Regions from separate parts of the Sus scrofa genome. Here region 1 is linked to region 2. Evidence: chromatin contacts called from public HiChIP or PLAC-seq data. All regions are on one chromosome and are shown on one strand. The core of a region is the stretch at or near the end of the contact, and the rest is flanking DNA. Distances in the headings are between cores, read along the strand shown.

Evidence for each region. HiChIP or PLAC-seq counts read pairs in DNA pulled down with a chosen protein or histone mark.
Region 1: a contact with region 2 is called in an H3K27ac HiChIP or PLAC-seq map of alveolar macrophages. The contact joins two enhancer-like sites. A contact is called at or near these places in 1 of 47 Hi-C or Micro-C datasets (embryonic fibroblasts) and 1 of 2 datasets of contacts at active chromatin or transcription factors (alveolar macrophages).

What each region holds. Positions count from the first base shown.
Region 1 is chr15:48,856,239-48,863,134 of Sscrofa11.1, reverse strand. LOC106506229 (a long non-coding RNA gene) reads right to left here. Exons shown (of 7, transcript XR_002339142.1): 5 at 3,882-3,965; 6 at 2,040-3,353. Among named protein-coding and RNA genes, the nearest start is that of ZNF703, 160 kb to the right of the region's middle. Within about 2 kb of position 4,129, at least 16 of the 83 cell types and tissues checked have an H3K27ac peak or open chromatin away from gene starts, as enhancers often do. A contact at or near this core is called in alveolar macrophages, where this site is marked.
Region 2 is chr15:48,711,122-48,718,620 of Sscrofa11.1, reverse strand. No RefSeq gene overlaps it. Among named protein-coding and RNA genes, the nearest start is that of ZNF703, 18 kb to the right of the region's middle. Within about 2 kb of position 1,625, at least 25 of the 83 cell types and tissues checked have an H3K27ac peak or open chromatin away from gene starts, as enhancers often do. A contact at or near this core is called in alveolar macrophages, where this site is marked.

The DNA of each region.
Region 1 (6,896 bases), core at 2,880-5,379, 140 kb before region 2:
AAGAACTGGTTATAGGGGAGTGGGTCCCAGCACCGGCCTACGGGAGCATGAGGCCATGCCTTTCTCTCTGAAGACATAGGTACCAAGCCCGCCAGAACTTCTTGGGGGAGTGGGAGACAGAGGTTGTAGGAGTACTGGGCGCTACAGCTCTACAGGACATCTTCCAAATGCCCGGGACAGACAGACCGATGGAAACAGTGCAGTCAACCAGCAAGAACTTCCGCTTCCAGAATCTTCTCTCCAATGTGGCAGCAGGAACCCCCCTGCTCCCCAAGAGGGGAAACATTCTCAGAGTCCTGAATGTCCCCATCCACCCGGGGTTCCAGCCTTAAAGAAAACTGCCTTCAGAGCCAGGCTGGGTTCTTTCTCCTGCACTCCCACCCCCTCCCCCCAGGGAGAAAAAAATTCAGATAGCTTTCTGACTATTAATAACATCGCCTGCCATGTCAAACCAGATAATGAGGAAGTTGACCAAAGCGAGGGATCCTTGATTAAGTAACGAGGCACAGGCTAGTCTGGGAATCGGGCAGGCTGGGAAAGCGAGGCCCTAGGTCTCCTGGGGGCAATGATGGGGCCGCCCCTGCCCCTCCTGTGGCTCCCACCTGAGAGCTCCCTTTTCTCTTCAGCTGCTTTCCCTCCCCAGTAGAATTAGAATCTGAGGAGGAGGAGTTCCCATTGTGCTTCAGCAGTAATGAACCTGACTAGTATCCATGAGGACGAAGGTTTGATCCCTGGCTTTGCTCAGTGGGTTAAAGATCTGTCGTTGCTGTCAGCTGTGGTGTAGATTGCAGATGTGGTTTGGATCCCACATAGCTGTGGCTGTGAATTAGGGTGGCAGCTGTAGCTCCGATTCGACCCCTAGCCTGGGAACTTCCATGTGCTGAGAGTGAGGCCTTAAAAAGCAAAAAATAAAATAAAATAAAATCAAGAGGAGTTCCCATCATGGCACAGTGGTTTACGAATCCGACTAGGAACCATGAGGTTGCAGGTTTGATCCCTGGCCTGGCTCAGTGGGTTAAGGATCTGGCGTTGCCATGAGCTTGTGGTGTAGGTTGCAGACGCGGCTCGGATCCCACGTTGCTGTGGCTCTGGCATAGGCCAGTGGCTACAGCTCCGATTGGACCCCTAGCTTGGGAAACTCCATATGCCGCGGGAGCGCCCAAGAAATGGCAAAAAGACAAAAAAAAAAAAAAAAAAAAAAAAAAAAAATCAAGAATCTGTGTTGATGAGCCTGAAGGCAGCCCCGAGTTCCAACCAGGGGAGCCCAGCCTGGAACACCCAGCCTGGAACGCCCATCCATTGCCACGGACCCACCCAGCCCTTTTGGAAACCAAACAGCCTGGCTTTGCTCTCCTTCCCCCATGCAAGCACCCCTGGCCTTCTCCACTAAGTGAACATAACAAGCAAAGAAACTTGACACTGGAAGGGACAGGAGCCATGGTTCGGGAGCTGTCAGCCTTGATGTCTCTGAGACCCAAGATTCGACGTCACGTCCCCTGTACAGACCGAGATATTTAATAAAGTAAAGCCCTCGGGATCAAGAGGCTGCCATGCCCCCATCCCTTCCTACAGCTCGAGCTGGAGTTCTTTAAAGCCTGCCTCACGTCTGTCTCCCTCTCCAGAAAGCCTTTCATGCCGCCTCGCCAGACTGACATTTTGACAAGTTGCCACGAGTGACATCTGATTTGTACAAATTTCAAGACTAATAAATCTACCTGTCAAAGCGGAAACTTTAAAAGGAGCTAAGCCCAGCGGGTATAGTTTAACAGAACTCAAGTTGATGAAACTGTAGGATGGAGAAATTATATCTGTCACAATCCACCCACATTAGTTCTGCAGAAATGTTGGCAACTGAAACAAACGTCTTTCACGGGCGTTACCGAAAGAAAAAAAATTAAAAATTAAAAAAAAATTTTTAATCGAAAAAGGAGATTGTTAATACCCCGAGTAACAAGTAACAGTGCTATTTGTAAACTAATGAATTTTATGTACTTCGTTTTTAATTTTGTTGCAGATGTGAGAAGTGGCTTTCCTCCTACCTCTTAGGCTGTCTCCCTGGAATCTGGACTTTCCATTCAAGCTGGGACCCATCAGTCACCCGTCTCTGGCTCCGGGCTGGCCTGCCTGTGGGTGAATGGGGGCAGGGGCACTGCGAGCCGGACTGAGGCTGACCCGCTGCCCGCAGCCCTGTGTCCTGGCCCCAGCCTCCAGCTCCTCCATCCCCCGGGGGGCCCTGAATCACTTCCTCCACTGCCCTCAGGCCTTGACCTGGAGCCTAAGGCCTGGGCCCCCCTTCTGGGCTTTGCTGTGGGATTTTTGTTTGCAAGAATGCAAATGTTGGAGGGGAGAGAGAGAGCAGGAACTAAGGCCAGAAAAACTTCTAAGTCTGGCTAACTTTTTATTTTTATCTTATCTTCCCTTCCTGTCTCTGACAAGTCCACTTTTGCTTTGAATCATCTTGTCAGAAATGGAGAAGCCAGAATTCTCCGATGAGAGGAAGAAACTCCGGGGAGGGAGGCGGGCTTCTCAGGAGTCCCACACACCTAGGAAGTCCAAAAGCAGTGATGAGTCTGAAACAGGGTCCCAAGGTCTTCCTGCGTCCTCTGCCCTTCCCTGCACCTCCTACCCTCAAAGGCCGAGAGGAGGGCAAATTTCGCCCAGCCCCCAGGAGTGGCCTCCACTTGCCCTGTTTTCTGTTTGCCGGCAGCCTCAACAAGCCATAAGCTCTCCTCATCATTGTTATTACTACTGCCTTTCCTCCTGGGAGTTCCCAGTGGGATCTCCTTTGGCCTCTCACTCCTGCCATTAAAGAAGCAAGCAAGCAGGACCGAGAGGAGATTTGTTTTCATGTTCCGCAAGGGGCAGAGGGGCTGAGGGCCAGATTCCAACCCAAAGACCATGTGTTTGGTTCCCTCCCTCCCCATAAGGGCTGCTTCCGCTCTCCAGTTCTGGAACTTCTGCCTCATTTTCACTTGGCTGGGACACTATCTAGAAGCTCACACCTTCTTTTCCATGCAGGCCAGGAGACAGCTAGGTGAGAGCCATGATCATAAGGATAACAATGCTACACCTGGTGACAGTGAGTCTGTATCAGGACTAAAAGAGGGGTGGGGGAAGATCTTGACAATCTGAGATGCTCCCAGGGACCCTGAGCTGCTCTTTCAGGACAGGTAACGCTGTGCCAGTCTGTCTGCTGGGGACTGGGGCTGCCCCTAGTCCCTCCAAGTTTAATACCTTTCCCCTGCCAGTTCGATGTTTGCTAAGTAGATTCCACATGCCATGCTCTGCTCTGCAGCAGGTGAGTCGTGGAGACGTCCAGAACGTTATCCTCATCCCAAAGCACTTTAACAGACCTGGTGGGATAATGCAAACAAGATGACACAGAGCAAAATAGATCCTGATCAAGAACAAAGGAAGTTCAAGTCAAGAATGTGAAGGACGTGAAGAAGCCTTAGACCCAGCCCTGCCACTCACTGGCTGTGGCACCTCGGAAAGAACATCCCCTTTGCAAAATGAGATGGTGTCCAAATGATCTGAAGGCCCCTGCATTTTTTTTTTTTTCTTTTCTTTTGGCCACCCCTCAGCAGATGGAAGTTCCCAGGCTAGGGATCAGATCTGAGCCACGGCTGTGACCTAATCCACAGGTGCTATAACGCTGGATCCTTAACCCGCTATGCCAGGCTGGGGATTGAACCTGCATTCTGGCTGCAGAGACACCAGCGATCCCGTTGCATCACAGTGGGAACTCCAGCCCCTGCATTTTCTGTGTCTTAGAGGAGAGGCCTTGCAAGATTACACAGGTGAAAGCTCTTGATGAGCAGCAACCATTTAGGCAATGGCTGGTTGCTATCGTCACCTTGGGCTGGGACGAACTGACCTACCTTCACTCAGAAGTCAGGCTGACATCCAGTAGCCACACAACCAACCAAGGCAGAAGTAAATGAAGAAGCAGGTTGGGCAGGGCTCTGAAGAGACAGAATCATGTCATGCTCTGCCCATGGCACCCACAGCCAGAGCTACAGCTCCCATCTCTCATCCTGTCAAGCTCTGGGGCCTCCTCAGTCCCAGTTAGCAGCAGGCAGGGCTGGCGGGGTGCAGCCTGGGGAGATGAGAGCAGCAAGACCAAAGAGAAACCACAGAACTTCCTTTCCCAGGCAGGGTTGTGGCAAAGCCATACATGAGGAGGTCGGACATGGTCTAGAACCGTGATTAGAAATCCTGGGGTAGGAGTGCTCATTGTGATTCAGCAGTAACAAACCCGAATCATATCCAGGAGCACATGGGTTCAATCCCTGGCCCTGCTCAGTGGGTTAAGGATCCAACATGCCATGAGCTCTCGTGTAGGTCAAAGACAAGGCTTGGATCCTGTGTTGCTGTGGCTGTGGTGTAGGCCAGCAGCTGCAGCTCTGATTCAACCCCTAGCCTGGGAACTTCTATAAGCCACAGTTTGGGCCAAAGAAAGAAAGAAAAAAGAAAAATAAATAAATCCTGGGTAGGAGTTTCCTGGTGGTGCATCAGGTTAAGGATCCATCAGTCTCACTGCAGCAGCTCAGGTCACTGTAGTGGCTCAGGTTCAATCCCTGGCCCAGGAACTTCCACATGCCATGGACATGAACAAAAAATCAAAAAACACAGGGAACTATATCCAATCACTTGTGATAAAACATGATGGAAGATAACATGAGGAAAAAATGTATATATGTGTATGACTGGGTCACCTTACAACAGAAATTGACAGAACATTGTCAATCAACTGCACTTTAATTTAAAATTGATTGATTGATTGATTGCTTTTTAGGGCCGCACTCTGTGGCATATGGAGGGTCCCAGCCTTGAGGTCAAATTGGAGCTACACCTGCCAGCCTACACCACAGCCACAGCAATGTGAGATTTGAACTTAGTCTTCAAACTATATCACAGCTCACGGGCAATGTCAGATCCTCCACCCACTGAGCAAGGCCAGGAATCAAACCAGCATCCTCATGGATACTAGTCAGATTTGTTTCTGCTGTACCACAAATGGAACTCCTTAAAAAAAATTTTTTAATAAAATAAATTAAATAGAATGATTAATTAAAAAAGAAAAAGGAAATCCTGGGGTGGGACCCAGTTCACCAAGCCACTGCCTGCCAGTCAACACCTTGCCTGGGGGAGTTCCTGTTGTTGCTTAGTGGGTTAAGAAAACAAAAAAAAAATGCATCTGGGGAATGGCCAAGGTCACCACACTTTCAAAACCTAGGATTCTGAGAGATGTGGGTGAGTCTGGCTTCCCAGATAGGTGCCTGGCGGAGAGAGACAGGGGACTGCTCTCTGGAATTCAGTAATGGGGCCATTGTGTTGATTCCACCAAGGAGGCACTGCTCCTATAACATCAGAATTCATCACCCACATGAATCAGCCCCTGCCTTGTTTGATTCATATGTTTGCCTTTAATCAGAGAACCCTGTGAGAGTGGGTTATTGGGAAACCAAAGCACAGAGAAGTCAGCTGTCTCATGCCCCGTCACACAGCAAGCTAGTTGCAGATTTAGAAACTGCTGGCCTGAATTTTCTTCTGAGATTGTTGCTTTTCCCCTTTTCCCTCAGCAAGATGGTCCCTCCAGGGAAAGGCTCAACTATGCCAAATGTGACTCATTAAAAAAAAATGGCTTGAAAGAGTTTTTTCCCCTAGAATAAACATTTCACTTTATATGTGATTGGATTAGCATGTGCTAACCCCCAGAGTTTCTCGCCTAGCAAATTAGAGACCATTTCCCTTATATCATGAGCTTCCACAAGTTTGGATGAGGTGAATCAAGTCCTACAAAAGCCAGGAGGCACCTTGCAGACCCCGAGGGCTGAGGCCCAGGCTGGGAGCTGCAGGCCCAAGGCCACCCTCCCTTGCCGACAACTATTACAGAGGCGGGGACTTGGCCCCTGGGCACAATCAGTCCGGATTCCATAGCCCATTGCCTCCAGTCTGAGGCCCATTACCCACTCGGCAGGAGGAACTTGAGTTTGAAAGGAGAACGGAGGCCCATCTCTTTCTACTGCCTCCAGGCAGGGTTGTGGGTTTTGCAACCAAAGAGAAAAGAAAAAGGGAAGGGGAAAAAAAATCTTGAACTGTTTTTCAAATGTTCTGGGTCTTGGCAAACCCCAAAATGCCTTTTGCCAAATGCTTTTTCCCTTAATTTTTAAACCTCGGGTGTATTTCCAGAACAATCCAATCCATCTGCTTCTGATTCATTTACACTTAACTCATTAGGAAGCTGTTGCGTAAGGAGGAGTCTGACGTCCCCAAGATCCCCGGGTGAGGGATCCTTCCCCCTCGTTGAATCAGAGGGAGGCGTCCTGCCAGCTGGGTAAGGAGCACAGACCCCCAAGATGCAAAGCCTGCCTTGAATCCCCAAGTCCCCAGGATGAAAATAAGTTTCTCTCATGTCCCACCCATCATTCATCCCGCTCTGCTCTTCCCGCCCAATTATCACTATTATTGCTATTATTGCCATTAAGGATACAACACATGGCCGTGTATTACTGTGAAAGGCTTTGCATTGTATTCCACCATTGCCATTCTTCATTCATACCCTCTCCACTCATCTATTCAGACATTAAACAAACACTCCCAACCAACTGTGTACCAGTGGCTGGGGTGGGGAGGCTTGGCTGGAGTATCAGATACAGAACTTACATTTAAGGTCCGATCCTTCTCCCCAGCTTGCCTTCTGCAAGTTCTACCAAGGACGGAGCTCTACCGGGAATCCCAGGAGCAGAATGTGGGCAGACAGCAGCTTCCAGTGCAGAAAGCAAAGCTGTAAAAACTGAGGGTGGCCCCAAGGGACACACAAAGAAAAAGAGACAGCTGGTGTCCAGGGGTATGAGTGACTGGCCAGCCTAAGCCACAGCTTCTGCCATATC
Region 2 (7,499 bases), core at 376-2,875:
CCCACAGAGCCTGGCAGAGATGCCCTGGGACCAGGTGGTTCTCAGAACCTCGCTCAGCAGAACATCGGAACCTGACCCTCAGTCCAATTGGTCTGTTCCGATCTTTTTATTGCAGAAAATCCAGTGCTGGCCATTGCGTATTTAAATGTCTGACACACACAGTTCCCACTGTGGCACAGCAGAAACAAATCCAACTAGTATCCATGAGATTGCAGCTCGATCCCTGGCTTTGCTCAGTGTGTGGGGGATCTGGCCTTGCCTTGAGCTGTGGTGTAAGTTAAAGACGCGGCTCGGATCCAGCATAGCTGTGGCCATGGTGTAGGCTGGCAGCTATAGCTCCAATTAGACCCCTGAGTCTGGGAACTTCCATATACCATGGGTGCAGCCCTAAAAAGCAAAAATAAAAATAGAAATAGAAATAAATGTCCGACACAGAGCATCACTCCGCCAGGCACTGAGCTTACACCTTCCCACCACCCTTCCCTTGGTGGAGGAGATTTGAGGGCTCCCTTAGGGATGGGAGGAGCCTAACCCTGACACTGAGACTCAGAACCCAATGACTAAGTTTCCTCCAGATGCTTCTTGTCTCCTAGAATCATCTATTCATTCTAAACACTCTGGGTGAGTTTTTATGGCACCTATCTCAACCACTTTGGTTGTCTTCCTTCCAATTATTTCTATCTCGGTCTATTTCCTCAGGCTTTCTCTCCACCACCTCTTTTATATCTCCTTCAGCTTCTTCTTGCCTCTCTTTGGGTCTCTCTCTGTCCAGCTCCAGTCCTCCTCACATAGCCCTGTGTCTACGCCTGGTTTCCCATCTCTACCTCCTGCCTCCGTCTCCATCTCCTCCATCCTCCATCCTCCAGGAAGCTTTGGGAAACGCGGGAGTTCGCCGCTCGTGGCGCCAGCGCTTTCAACCCGATCCAGGTGGCTACAATCCAGTACAGGATTTACGGTGCCCTGACCCTGAGCCGTCAAGAAGGAACAGCCAGATTAATGGGGTGGGCGGGCTGGGGTAATAATCGTTTGTTTGATGTGACAAGCCTGATAGGCGTTGATTTACTTACAGACTGATGGGCTTTTAATTGAGCACCTCCATCCCAGGCACTTCAAAGGCAAGGGAAGTTGACAAGGGGCCCCTTTCACGGAGGGCTCCGGGTGACTGACAGCCCCCCTCTGCCCACGCTCCCCTCGGCCTGGGATTGGGCCGGGCAGCCCTGACTCGGCCCCTCTGGCAAAGTAACACGTTCTTTTTTTTTTTTCTGTGCAACTCAGAAATGGCCTTTTGTGTGCTGCCAAGGAAGGCAGGCCCTGCTCGGAAGGGCCCCGTCTCCCAGAAGGATGAAGAGTAGAGAGGAGTGGGAGATGCTGAGACCCGACACCCGGCCTGGGGAGGACCAGGGGGGCGGGGCGAGGATGCCAGGCCCTGGCTTAGGAACTGCTATTTAGTTCTTCGACTTCCCACTTCCGCTGTGCGGCGCGGCTCCTCACCTCTTCCTCCTTCTCCTCACTCTGTCCCTCCTTTTCAACCCTTCTCTCGGTTTCACCCTCCCCAGCTCCCAGGCCTCTTCCTACTCCTCCACTTTCCCCTCCCACTTCCTCCTTCCTTCTTCTGGGGAAAGGCCAGAAGAGGTGGGGCCAGCTTCTGCTGACCCGGGATTGGCCTGTTGACACCGGTCCCCTCCCCCTCCCTGACAGCCGCCTTTCTTCCCTCGGGCTACAGGCTTCTTCGCTTCTTCGAGGCCTCGGACAGGGACACCCTTGGACCTGTCCCTCCTGCCGGCAACTCTGCCGTGAACAGGCCCAAGACCTCGGTGGCTAAGGGCAGGGACTAGGGTCCAGTGGGATTTCCATCCTATTCTTATTTGGTCCAGCAGAGGCTTTAACAATAGAGGCTTTCTTCTACTTGAAATTTTAGAAATTAGTCTTTATCAGGGAAGTTCTGTCTGAGTGGATTTGCTTTGGGGTTTTTTTTGGTTTGTTTGTTTGCTTTGTTTTGTTTTTTAAGAGCCACACCTGCTGCGTATGGAGGTTCCCAGGCTAGGGGTAGAATCAGAGCTGGAGCTGCGGGCCTTCGCCACCGCCACAGCAATGCCAGATCTAGTACTAGAGTTGAGTACTCTAGTACTCAACTTGTACTCATGGGTACTAGTTGGGTTCTTAACCCCTTGAGCCACAACCGGGTTTTGTCTGTTTGTTGTGTTGTGTTAAGTCTTGGTGTATTGGCAGATGAACTTTCCTTATTCTTAGAAGATATGCCCAAAGCTCTCTCCCTGTATCAAGTCACTTGCTGCAGCCAGGCTGGGTCCGAGGAGTGGGGACAATGAGAGGTAAAGGCTAGAACCTCCTCCCCATCCCAGGGGCAGAGTGCCTGAACTCCATAAGGGATCCTCAAGCTTTCTTACTAGGTCAGAGGTCAGTGAGACATCCCCTGCCTCCAGCCTGGAAGAGCTTCAAGTTCTAAGTCAAGCTGGTTTAGTGACTGGGGAAGCTGTGTTCCCTAGGTTTTCCCCTGTTAACTTGTCCAAGATCATATAGCCAGGAGTGAAAGAGCAAGTACTTCTCTAGAAAGATACAATAACTCACTTCGGTAAAGCATTGCTGAATTCAGAAAGTACTTTCTCCTCTCTCTTTCTCCCTCTCTCTCTCTCTCTCACATACACACACATACTTTTTTTTTTTTTTTTTTTTTTGGCTTTTTAGAGCCACACCCGTGACATATGGAGGTTCCCAGGTTAGGGGTTGAATCAGAACTACAGCTGCCAGCCTGCGCCACAGCCGCAGCAACGTGTAATTCAAGCCGCATCTGCAACCTACGCTACAGCTCACAGCAACGCCAGATCCTTAACCCACTGAGAGAGGCCAGGGATTAAACCCTCATCCTTCATGGATACTGATCAGGTTTGTTGCCCGCTGAGCCACAACGGGAACTCCCACATGTGTTATCTTAATTGGTCTTTTAACCACCATGTGAGGTAGTAAGTGCAGTGTCCTTAAAACCATTAGACAGATGATAAAATTGAGGCTCAAAGGATAACATGTTCCTAAGGCAAAATCAAACTCAGGTATTCTCCCTCCAAGCCTTTCCCTTCCTGCACCTCACTTAGGCCCAGGCACTATTGTCCCATTCCTCCGAAAGCTACATTTTCTTACTCCAAACGGGTGGTTCCTTCCTCTTTCTCTCTCTTTGTCTTTTTTTCCCCCCTTTTTCAGATCCTCCCCCAACTCCCCACCATCCAGGTTGGGGTGTCCAGAGACAGAGCCTCCAGCCCTAGTGTTGAGAGGCCACACCCTCCCTTTGTCTCTGCCCCCAAAGTCACTCCCAAGCCTTTCTTGAGAGCATGATGGTCCCTAAAGATCTGCCACCCCCAGGGCTCCACACATGAAATGTCCACATACAAACTGACCACAGGTGAAGTGCCTGTGCCTTTGGCTCTCTGCCCATCATTCGAAGGTCCACCCAACAGACTCTTCTCAGAGCCAAGAAAACATGTGTCTCTCCTGACCTGCTGGAGCAGTAGCTTCTACTACAGAGCTGAGCCCCAGGGCAGAAGCTTTCAAGCAGCTAAGCATCCCTCCATTCTCTGCCCCTATGCCTTGGATGTATTTCCACTGATGCCACTTAATGTCCCAAGACAGAGTGACGTGTTTACATATTGGTGCCCTCACTGGAGTCCACAGGCAAGCACATGTCTTTTCATCTTCTATCCCCAGTGACCAATATGAAAATTTTTTATTATAGTTGATTTACAGTATTATATTAGTTTCAGGTGTAAACATAGTGATTCAATATTTTTATAGATTATACTCCATTTAAAGTTATTATAAAATATTAGCCATAGTCCCTGTCCTATACAATATATCCTTGTAGCTTATTTATGTTATACATAGTAGTGTGTACCTTTCTTTTTTTTTTTTTTTTTGTCTTTTTTTAGGGCCACACCCGTGGCATATGGAGGTTCTCAGGCTAGGGGTCTTCGGAGCCACAGCTGCCATCCTACACCACAGCCACAGCAAGGTAGGAGCCAAGCCATGTCTGCAACCTACACCACAGCTCACAGCAATGCTGGATCCTTAACCCACTGAGCAAGGCCAGGGATGCAACCCAAGTCCTCATGGGTCCTAGTAGAGTTTGTTACCACTACGCCAAGATGGGAACTCTGGTTTGTACCTCTGAATTCCCTATCCCTAGCTTGTCCATCCCACCACCCCGCTCCCCACTGGTAACTACTAGTTTGTTCTCTTTATCTGTGAGTCTGTTTCCATTTTGTTATATTCACTTTATTTTTAAAATTTCACATATACATAACATACAGCATTTGTCTTTCTCTGACTTATTTCACTAAACATGATACCCTCTAAGTCCATTCACATTGTTGCAAATTGCAAAGTTTTCATTATTTTTTATGGCTTAGTAGTATTCCATTGTGTGTGTCTATATATATATATATCTCACATCTCCTTTATCCCTTCATTTGTCAATGGACACTTAGATTGCTTTCACATCTTAGCTAAAGTGCATAGTACTTCTATGAATATTAGGGTGCATGTACCTTTTCAAATTAGTGTTTTCATTTTCTTTGGATATATATACCCAGGAGTGGAATTGCCAGATCATACAGTAGTTTTATAAAGTGTGAAATTTTTTTTCAAGGGTGAATTATTTTATTCTATAATTTCAGAGTGGAGACTTTTCTAAGCATAAAAATCAGAAGTCATAAAGGAAAAGTTGGATAAATCTGACTACATAATTTCCTTTCCAGATTTCGCAAAGAAAGACAAATGACAATAAACAGGTGTGTGAGGAATACTTGTGAAGATACATGTGTAATAATAATATTGCTATAACCATTACTTAATAAAACAGCAGAACATTTGGAAAACATAGCTATTAAGAGGGAACAGATAAGTAAATTTCCAATACATAACGGTGAAATTTTTGTTGAAATGATTGTTGCTGAAATATTTGATGAAAGACAATAATGTGGCAGTGGAGTCACGCAGCCTAGGACACGAGTTCCTGTTGTGGCTCAGCAGATTAAGAACACAACTAGTGTCCATGAGGATGCAAGTTCAATCCCTGGGCTTGCTCAGTGGGTTAAGGATCCAGCATTGCCACTAACTGCAGTGTAGATCACAGATGCGGCTTGGATCCAGCATTGCCTTGGCTGTGGCATAGGTAGCCAGCAGCTGCAGCTCCAGTTTGACCCCTAACCCAGGGATTTTCCACAGATGCGGCCCTAAAACAGAAAAAAAAAAAAAAAAAAAAACCACCTAGGACACATTCCCAGCTCCACTGCTTGACATCAGTGGCCCTTGGATAAGCCTTTTAAACATTGTATTGCCTCAGCTGCCTCATCTGTAAAATGGGACCAAAAAAATGTAACTACCTCATAAAGTTACTGTGAGGATTGAATGAGTTAGTTACACATTTCATCTAATAATCTACATTAAGCCATTACTTCAGGTCCAACAAAGAAAGAAAAAATGCTGTGAAATAATCTATGACACAATGCTTTAAAAAAATTCAATGTCGGAGATGTGAAAAATGCAAAAAACAAATGCATCTTAGAATTGATGAACTAAGTCTGTGCAAAAGACTTAGAAGAGAGATTGTGCACTGTCTGTGCCATGTAAGCTACTGTCCTGGTTGTTAAATTGCATCTCGAAAGAACCCCAGGATGGGTGAGTTAATCCTCATTTTACAGATGAGGAAACAGAGATTCCGAGAGATGCACTAGCCCAGCAGGCATTTCAACCTGCCCTTGAGGTGCAATAATCCACAGTTATTACAAGAGCTGGCAGCCACCCACCAAGCTGCCAGGGAGTTCAGAGCTGAGTTTTGTTCTCAATTGCATTAGCTTTCCTAATCTAAGGTTTTTTCCCCCTCTGGTGTAATTAATTATGCTCCTTCCTCCCCCTTCCTCCTTTGTCCTTGGCTCTGATCTCGTTACTTTTCAGCTAATGGCTTCAGGTTTGACTGTATCTGCATTTTGAATTGTCAGGGACCTCAGATCTTTTCTCCAGAGCAGAAGGGGTCCAAATAAGTATAAAGGTAAAAATTACTTTTTGGAGTTCCCTTGATGGCGCAGTGGAAACGAATCCAACTAGGAACCATGAGGTTGTGGGTTTGATCCCTGGCCCCAATCAGTGGGTTAAAGATATGGTGTTGCTGTGAGTTGTGGTGTAGGTCGTAGACGCAGCTTGGATCCCTCATTGCTGTGGCAGTGGCTCAGGCCGGCGGCTACAGCTCCGATTAGACCCCTAGCCTGAGAACCTCCATATGCTACGGGTGCAGCCCTTAAAAAAAAAAAAAATTAGCTTTTCAAGGAGTCCACTTTTGGCTCATCAGGTTACAAACCCAACTAGTATCCACAAGGATGATGCGGGTTCCATCACTGTCCTTGCTCAGTGGACTAATGATCTGGCGTTGCCGTGAGCTGTGGTGTAGGTCGCAGACGTGGCTTGGATCTGGCGGCTGCAGCTCCGATTCACCCCTAGCCTGGGAACTTCCATGTGATGCAGGTCCCCCCCCCAAAAAAAGGAGAAAAAAATTAGCTTTTCAAGATAACACATAGCAAGAAAAAGGGTGAGCGAGAAAGCCCACCATCACGTATAGGCTCGTGCCGACACGTTGAGAAATAGTCCACCACCCTCCCTCCACTACCCTCCGTCCACAGAGCGACAGTGATGCTGGTGTCATCCAGAGAGGCAGAAAGTGCAACTTGCCCCCAACTAGATTGTCTGCTCCACCAGACTCTTTTCCATGACCTCGTGAGCGCTATGGGTTGGAGGGGCAGTGGGGACTTTGGGAGGGCCTGGGGGAGGGTAGTTAACTTATCTAAGACCTTCTCTGGCTCTTCTTTGTACTACCCTTCCCCTGAAAAAAAAAAAAAAAAAGCAACATCTCCTTGAAACAGTGTGAGTCTCTAGCTCACTATTGCAATGAGTCTTCAGCAAAGGAGGGCATCCCACTAGCTCCAGTGCAACCAAGGCCAAAGGTGTATTGTTTTTAGCATTGAAAAGAGAGACTTTAGACATATGTTCTTTGGGGTTTTGTAATAGTCTCCCACAACCCTAAGGGCAGCCCAGGACCCCTAGCCATCAAGATCACAGAAAGATACCACGTCCCACTTCTGCATCATGTCCCCCCAGGTGAGGAACCCCAGTATCCTACCTCCTCTTCAAGCTTGTCAGGCCCACATTAGCAGATAATGACTAAAATGGGGCATAATATGTTACTCAGCTCTTCCCTCCCAAGCCCGGAAGCCACAAGCTGGCTAGAGGGTGGGATCTGTGAATTCATTTGGGTTTTTCAGGATGGAGAGAGTTTTTCTAGAACTTCTTTCCACTCTCCCACATGCCCTGATACCTGAGAAAAGAGTGGAACTGAGGAGTTCATGTTGTGGCTCAGCAGGTTACAAACCCTTACATATAAGGATCTATGGGTTCGACCCCTGGCCTCGCTCAGTGGGTTAAGGATCCAGCGTTGTCATGAG